Linked DNA regions of Sus scrofa: region 2 is linked to region 1. Evidence: chromatin contacts called from public Hi-C data. All regions are on one chromosome and are shown on one strand. Each heading gives the region's core, a stretch centred on a gene start, on an enhancer-like site or on the middle of the called end of the contact. The rest is flanking DNA. Distances are from core to core; before and after follow the strand shown. Region 1 has its middle 6.2 kb from the start of TRABD2A. Region 2 has its middle 13 kb from the start of DNAH6.

The links. A called contact is a pair of places that touch in the nucleus more often than the background predicts.
Region 2: a contact with region 1 is called in a Hi-C map of liver, with 8 times the contacts expected there. The contact joins two enhancer-like sites. A contact is called at or near these places in 3 of 5 promoter capture datasets (fetal liver, fetal skeletal muscle and liver), 4 of 47 Hi-C or Micro-C datasets (embryonic fibroblasts and liver) and 1 of 2 datasets of contacts at active chromatin or transcription factors (alveolar macrophages).

Annotation. Positions count from the first base shown.
Region 1 is chr3:59,798,107-59,802,383 of Sscrofa11.1, reverse strand. No RefSeq gene overlaps it. Among named protein-coding and RNA genes, the nearest start is that of TRABD2A, 6.2 kb to the left of the region's middle. Within about 2 kb of position 2,448, at least 24 of the 83 cell types and tissues checked have an H3K27ac peak or open chromatin away from gene starts, as enhancers often do. A contact at or near this core is called in fetal liver and liver, where this site is marked.
Region 2 is chr3:60,125,313-60,129,589 of Sscrofa11.1, reverse strand. No RefSeq gene overlaps it. Among named protein-coding and RNA genes, the nearest start is that of DNAH6, 13 kb to the right of the region's middle. Within about 2 kb of position 2,454, at least 10 of the 83 cell types and tissues checked have an H3K27ac peak or open chromatin away from gene starts, as enhancers often do. A contact at or near this core is called in fetal liver and liver, where this site is marked.

The DNA of each region.
Region 1 (4,277 bases), core at 1,199-3,698:
CCAGTAAGGAGAGACTGTGAGGCCCCGGGGCCAGGCTCAGGCAGGCGATGAAGAAAAGTGAAGTGACATCAAGGATGTGAAACCTACCAAGAGGAAGAACAAGAAACTTCCCTGGGGACTTCCCTGGTGGCCTAGGGGTTTAAGGATCCAGTGTTGTTACTGCTGTGGCACAGGTTTGATCCCTGGCCCCTGTGCTATGGATGAAAAAGGAACAAAAGAAACTTTCCTGGAGGAACTCCCGTTGTAGCTCAGCAGGTTAAGAACCTAACTAGTATCCATGAGATGTGGGTTGGATCCCTGGCCTAGCTCAGTGGGTTAAGGATCTGGTAGGGCCTCGAGCTGCTATGTAGGCCACAGATATGCCCCAGGTTGCTGTGGATTCAACCCCTAGCCTGGGAACTTCCATATGCTGCAGGTGTGGACTTAGTAAAAAAAAAAAAAAAAAAAAAAAAAAAAAAATTGAAACTTCCCTGTAATCAGTGCCTATAAAAGCCTCCAAACCACACCCTTTGGCCTCTACTCAGCAGCCACCAGACACCCCAATTCAAATGTGCTTTGATGGAGTTCCCGTTGCAGCTCAGTGGGTTAAGAACCCATATCCATGAAGATGCAGATTGGATCCCTGGCCTCCATCAGTGGCTTAAGGATCCAGTGTTGCTGTGGCTGTGGTGTAGGCAGGCAGCAATAGCTCTGATTCTACCCCTCAGCTGGGAACTTCCACATGCTGTGGGTGTGGCCCTAAAAAAAAAAAAAAAAAAAAAAAAAAAAAAAGAAAGAAAGAAAAGAAAAGAAAAGAAAAAACGAAAAAAAGGTACTTGGATGGTCCTTCTTGAAGCAAGAGCAGTAGGGGAAGAGGAGAGCCTGTCTTTCATCTCCATGGTAAGAATCAGCCACTTACTCTAGATCCCCCCCAAACTCCTTTACCCTGGCCTCCCCCTGAGGTATCTTGAACCCTCCCTGGCCTTTCCAGCCCCCTACCCCCCACCCCCCCGCTGCTAGTCTTCCCCACCCTTAGCAGAGTCTTGCTGCCTCAGGCAGATTCCCTTTGGTCCAAAACTGTGAAAAAGCCAGACAGACAGGCAGTTGCATCTCCTCTCTGCCACTTATTATCCCTGTGTCCTTCAGCGAATTAAGTCATCTCATGTAACCTCAGTAAACTTTAGCTTCTTCATCTGCAAAATGGGACTAATAATGCTTGTCTTGTAAAGATGTAAAGAGCAGGACTACTGTAACACCGGAGGAGCCAAGCAAATTAGATCAAACTGAAAATAGATGGCAGCCATCATATAGAAAAGCTCATGACTTTTTTTTCATTTTTTAAAGTTTTATTGGAACTTTGGTCTCTGTGCCTTTTGCAGAGCTTCCAACAGTGCTAGGTTAGGACAGAGTATCCAGAGGTTCCCAACGTCTGTGGTCTATAGGCATCACTATGAGGAGGGTTGAGGGAAGAATTTGCCATTTTAAGTGGAAAACCAGTGGTTTATTATTATAAAATAATATTATAAAATAATTATTATTATTTTAAACTTATTATTATAAGTTCAGGATGACTCTGAATTTTGGATCTGGATTTGCCGCACCTTTCTTTATAGTAAGACACCAATTGCTTAAAAAATAATCCAGGAGACAGATATGAAGAGTAGCAGATATGAAGAGGTGCAGTCGCTGAAAAAAGGATCAAATTCTTGAACTCAACATACTAGATATGTTTGTAAATAAAATTATGACACAAATCCCTAAAAAAAATAAAGTTTTATTGGAGTATAGCTGAGTTACAATGTTGTATTAATTTCTGCTGCACCACAAAGTGATTCTGTTAGACATATTCACACACCCATTCTTTTTCAGATTCTTTTCCCATATGGGTTATCACCAGTAAAAGCTCATAACTTAAAAAAAAAAGGCAAGAGAGAAAAAAAGACATAAGCCAGTTAGAAAATCTGCAAAGATCATAAAGAGACTAAAGAAAGAGAAGAAGGGAGGGGGGAAGGGAGAACATGGGGGGGAGGAAAGAAAGAGAAAGAAAAACACAGTCGTAGTTAAAGAGGAAGCACAGCCTCCACTAACCAATCAAATAAAAGCAAATCACTTTTGGGTGAAGGATGGTGGTGATGGTTGCACGTCAGTAAGAACAGACTTAGCTTCACAGAAGGCTGCACTCAAAAATGATTAAAATGGTCAATTTTGTTATGTATATTTTACCACAATTTGAAAGATAACATAAAATGTTCCCTCAGTAAAGCAAAATAAAACTAAGCACATTTTTTCACTTAAATTGGCAAAAGCGAAAGCGTGGCAATATTCAGCAGGAATGTAAAGCCTTTGTGTAAGGCAGTTCGGCACCATTTCAAATGTGCATGCACTTTGACCTAGAAATTCCACTGTAGGAATCTGTCCTAAGGAAATATTGACACATATGTGCAAGCAAGCAAGCAAGCAAGCGCACACACACACACACACACACACACACACACACACGCACTGTAGTTTGGGAATCATCAGGCTGGGCTGGCTGACACATTAGAAGGATGGAAAAATCTCAAAACAATCCTTGTCATGAAAAGTTATATGACCTTTTGAACAAATGAGGAAGATCTTTGTGTTCCAGAATGAAACGACACTCACCAAACTGGTGACTTTTTTTTTTTTTTTTTTTTTTTTTTTGCAGCTTTGGTTCTCACTTAAGATCCAGTAAATTTATTTATTTGTTTATTTTGTTTGTTTTTTTGTCTTTTTGCCATTTCTTGGGCCGCTGCCGTGGCATATGGGAGGTTCCCAGGCTAGGGGTCAAATCGGAGCTGTAACCACCAGCCTATGCCAGGGCCACAGCAACTCGGGATCCGAGCCGTGTCTGCAACCTCCACCACAGCTCACGGCAACGCCGGATCGTTAACCCACTGAGCAAGGGCAGGGATCGAACCCGCAACCTCATGGTTCCTAGTTGGATTCGTTAACCACTGCGCCACTACAGGAACTCCCCAAACTGGTGACTTCTGGGAAGGGAGTATTTTTTTTTTTTTTCTGTCTTTTGTCTTTTTTTGTTGTTGTTCTTGTTGTTGTTGCTATTTCTTGGGCCCCTCCCGCGGCATATGAAGGTTCCCAGGCCAGGGTTGAATTGGAGCTGTAGCCACCGGCCTACGCCAGAGCCACAGCAACGCAGCAAGCAAGCGCACACACACACAGCTGCATCTGCGACCTACACCACAGCTCACGGCAACGCCGGATCATCAACCCACTGAGCAAGGGCAGGGACCAAACCCGCAACCTCATGGTTCCTAGTCGGATTCGTTAACCACTGCGCCACGACGGGAACTCCGGGAGTTCTATTTTTACTCTCCGTGCTTCTGTATTGTTGAATTTTTTTTTTTATACCAAGTACGTATTTATAATTTTTTTTTTTTCTTTTTAGGGCTGCACTGCGGGATATGGAAGTTCCCAGGCTAGGGGTCGAATTAGAGCTACAACTGCCAGCTTAGACCCCAGCCACAGCTACTCAGGATCCCAGCCATGTCTGCAACCTACACCACAACACACAGCAACACTGGATCCCCAACCCACTGAGCGACACCAGGGATCGAACCCACATCCTCATGGATACTAGTCAGATATGTTTCCTCTGCACCACAACAGGAACTCCCCTATTTATAATTTATTTAATTTTAATGATTTTTTTTTTTTTTTTTTTTTTTTTTTTTTTTTTTTTACTGTGTCCACAACATGCGAGAGTTCCCGAGTCAGGGACAGAACTTGAGCCACAACAGTGACAATATTGGATCCTTAACCCACTGGGCCACGAGGCAACTCCATTTTTTTTTTTTTTTTTGGACTAAATGCTTTTGAGAGCTCACTCTGTGGCTTGTCCAGTTGCGAGCATGCCTCGCACATCAAAACCTGACAATCTCCCCACTCTTCCTGACAGCTATAGCACCCTCCGCCTCACGACGTGCGAGTAGTTTCTCACCATCACGAGTAACCAACCATGTGGAGGAGAGTGCAGGGAAGAAAGTCAGTGCGAGGAATCCCTGGGGATTATTATTTTTGTAACTCTGACTTGTTTGTTAGGCCCAAACTGGCTGGTCCCTTCCAAGAGATGCAACATGCTGGCAGCACCCCCAGCCACCATCTCTCTGCTGTATCTGCCTTGACCCCCATCTGGTCCCCAAAAGTGCCCCAGACTTCGACTTCTGCCCTGGCATCTGGCAACTGATACTTTTATAACTAAGCTGCGGGGGAGGCTATTTGTCCCTGCTTCTTCCATTTCTTGCCAAAGGTCTGTT
Region 2 (4,277 bases), core at 1,205-3,704, 330 kb before region 1:
TCCATATGCCGCGGGAAGCAGCCCTAGAAAAGGCAAAAAGACAAAAACAAAACCAAAAACAAACCCCAAAAAAACAGGTGTCACGCAAGGGAGAGATGGCAGTCAGGGCAGCTCGTTTTATTCAATTCCAGGTTTTTCTTGCATTTTATTTCATTCTGATAATTAGTCCCAAAACTGGGAAAGTAGAGCCCCTCTACCAATGAAACCGATTTGCTAATGAAAGTAAAGCGACATGACATGCCCTAAGTCATATATATGTTAAGAATGAAACAGAGCAACACCTTCACCCTTCAACACCTCAGCTTATCACGGTCATCCTTCAACACTTTGGCTCCATGCTGAGTCAGAGCAACAGGTGAAGCCAATAGGAACCATGGTGGCATTGACCCTTTGATGCTTGTGCAGGATCTAAGCAATCAGAATCTCCCAAGGAAAAAAAAAAAAAAAAGGAGTTCCCGTCGTGGCGCAGTGGTTAACGAATCCGACTAGGAACCATGAGGTGGCGGGTTCGGTCCCTGCCCTTGCTCAGTGGGTTAATGATCCGGCGTTGCTGTGAGCTGTGGTGTAGGCCGGTGGCTACAGCTCCGATTCAACCCCTAGCCTGGGAACCTCCATATACAGCAGGTGAAGTGCTAAAAAAATAAAAAAGAATAAATGGGGGAAGGGCCTGCCCTGAGAAGGCCCTAAACGTTCCTGCTCGGTTACAGTAGAAGCCAAATTCCCATGTAGCCCCCAACTGATCCACTTTGGGAGAGGGCTTTATGACTAATAAGTAGGGATGAAAGTGCTAGCTCCACACAGGTGTTCTTTGGGGGAAAAGGTGACATCTTGAGCAAGGATGGAAGTTTAGGCTTCCCACCTGGCCTTTTTTAACAGGGGTGGGGATGGGGCCTTTTTTTTTTCCCCCAGGTGTTTGGCTCAAGCAGGGTGGTGTCTTAGTCCATTCAGGCTGCTACAAAAGAACACAATAGACTGGGTGGCTTATAAACAAGAGACATTTATTTCTCACAGTTCTGGAGGCTGAGAAGTCCAAGATCAAGGTACTGGGGGATTCAATATTTGCTGAGGGCCTTCTTCCTGGTTCACAGACAAATGAGTCTTCACATTCCAGAATCTTCAATCACCACAGGATAAATGCTTGTGAGATACTGAGTTTTCAAAGAGGTTAAAACTCTGACTTTGCACAAGGATATCAATTTTGTGAGATAAGGTAGAAAATTTTTATCTTAATTGTTAGCACTTATCCCTGAAAACTTCTGAGACTTCATCCCAAACCTTTTTTCTGCCTCAGCTCCAATTAGAGATATTAGCTTATCCTACACATATCTACTTGACATTGCTCAAACATATCTTAACATTTTCCACACTTCTGTGCCTTGGCTTTAATTATAAAATATGAGGATCCTGTAACTAAGCAAGGCCCTTCCCCCATATCCTCTGCTTTAGCTCCTCTCTGAAGTATAACATATATCTTGTCGGAGGTTTACAGGAACATTGCGGCTTGACCTCTGTGGACACGTAAAAGAACAAAGAATTTCTTCACCAAGAAGTCTGCCACAACCAACCATGCCCCTCCCTCACCTTGCCTTTAAAAATGTTTTGCAATTTTGGTTCGGGGAGTTCAGGATATGATGGGGCATGATCCACCGTCTCCTTGCATGACCCTGCAATAAATTTTTCTCTGTGCCAACCTCCAACATTTTGGTTTGTTTGGCCTCACTGTGCGTCAGGCATGTGGACCTGAGCTAACGATCCCCACGGCTTGAAGGGCCATCCGTGAGAACTATGGCTTCAATGGTGCCAAAATAAATTTGAAATTCTAGGAACATGTAAAAGGTCCTTTAACCCTCTCCCACCCCCATCATCAACTCTTCAGGCTGCCCTTTAGTGGTGTCACTCACCTTTAGCCTGCAGACTGTCTGCCAATCTGTGGCTTTCTCCACCTCAAACTGCCTGCTGTTTATTCTGACCTGCTGCCACTAGATACAGCTGGGGGAGAGGCAGGAGGGCACATGCACCCTGTGATTGCCCAAGGTCTTAATCTGCTTTTCCACTAGGGGCTGGAGAGAATCAGGAAAGGGCCTCCAAAGGTAGGTGCCTAGAGCTTGATAAGGAGCTGAATTACCTTGTCTGTGGGTTAATAGCTAACTAGCCTGCCTCCTTACAGACTCGGTTATCTTCCAGATTTGCAAGGCTGTTTGCCTTTCCCATGGCAGGAAAGGAGGCATCTCCTTTCACTGCAAAGGAAATAGAAGAAAAAAACATCTAGGAGACAAGAAACCAAGATGCCAAAGGACATCCGTTCTGCAGAACTATCTGAGTGTTCCCTGGATTCAGTGGTTAGGAAGGAATTTAATGATTAGAGCCGTTCACTCAACAAATATTGATTCAGGGTTGCCTGTGGACCAAACCCTTCCTTAGAGGTGAGCTGTCAAGGTGAGCAAAGGAGGATTTCTGACCATGAAAGGCCTCCAGCAGGGGGAGACAAAGAACAGCCAGGCCACAGGTCTGATATTTAGTGTCTCCCAGGTTTTTACTTCTCTTTCTTTATTACTCCATCACCAAGGACAGAAGTCATGGATATGGTCTGGGAGTCACGAATCCTGGGATTTGGGTCCCGGTACTGATTAAGACTTTCAAAGGTACAACGTATTTTTTGTGTCCATTAAATGGCAACATGCATTGCTGCCCCTCCTATTGTCCAGAACTGTTTTTATTTTATTTATTTACTTATTTTTATTGTTGTTTCTGTTTGTTTGTTTGTTTTATGGCTGAACCCTCAGCATATGGAAATTCCCAGGCCAGGGACTGAATCCAAGCCGCAGTTGTGGCAATGCTAGATCCCGTAACCCACTGTGCCAGACCCGGAATGGAACCTGTGCCTCTGCAGTGACCCAAGCTGTGGCAGTTGGATTCTCATCCCATTACACCACAGTAGGAACTCCATGTCCAGAACGGTTTTGTTAAATGTGAACAATAATAGAGAGTGCCATGTAAATGTAGGATCTGATCTTATCTGAATGCTTGGAACTCCAGCACACCAGGTATAAGTGGCATGGGCTGGAAAATGAATGAATAAGAAAACCCGACTTATCCTTGACTGCTTGAGAAACTGCAGTGTTATTCAGTGCCTTGTACCCACACTTCCTGTTGTATCTGTGGATGACAAAAAGTAATTCTTGCAGAGCCAATGAGCCATAGCCTCTGATATTTAGATGAAGGACACAGAACCCAAGTTTATTTCCTGCATGAAAGCCACAGACAACATAGGAAAGATTTGCTGCTACATCCAAAGCTCTTGGAGACACTCAACGAATGAAGCTAATGATGTTGGCTATGAATTAGGGGCATTCAGGGCCTGCCCTTGATGAAACCTTGATAGACTTTCTTTTTCTTCTTTTTTTTTTTTTAAATTTTTTAAAGACTACACTTGTGGCATATGGAAGTTCCCAGGCTTAAGGGGGTTGAATCGGAGCTGCAGTTGCTGGCCTACGCCATGGCCACAGCAGCATGGGATCTGAGCCACATCTACGACCTACATCACAGCTCAGGGCAACTCTGGATCCCTGACCCACGAGTGGGGCCAGATATCCAACCCGCATCCTCAAGGGTACTAGTCAGGTTTGTCACTGCTGAGCCACGATGAGAACTCCAAAATCCTGCTAGACTTCCACAAATGTGATTTGGGTCCAGTGGAAGAAGCAGCCAGAGGGTAAGGACTGGGCCCCTTTCCTAGGTCAGCAGGAGAACTACATCAACACTGACAGCCTGTGGCTGAGTTTCTGATGACACTCTGGGCCTGGCACTAAGTCCCTGTCTATGAGGAAAGCAGAAAAGAGAGAAAAGTGAAATCTCTGGGGACAGAGACCCCTGCTCTAGGACATCATGACCCCGTGGGATGTTTGTATGGGTCAAAGCTATCTTTTTAAGGGGTTCCGTTTCTTCTCTATGTTAATTGACACACACTCTAAAGACTCCAGCCCACTTTTATACTCAGTTTCATGAATATAAATTGGGTACTCTGTTCTTAGACATGAAAAGAAAATTGTCTAAGAAAATAACTCGGATGATTATCATTAGTTATTTAAATAGTTCTCAAAAGTTTAGTCTGCCTTTCCCCACCAGTCATAAGACAGGAGGTACCTTTTATATTTATATGGTTGATAGTTTTTTAAAAACTATTTTATTGAAGTATTCATTCAATAAGATAATTCTTTGATTATTTTATTGAAGAAATTAACTTGCAAGTTAACTTCTGCATGGGAAAATGATTCAGA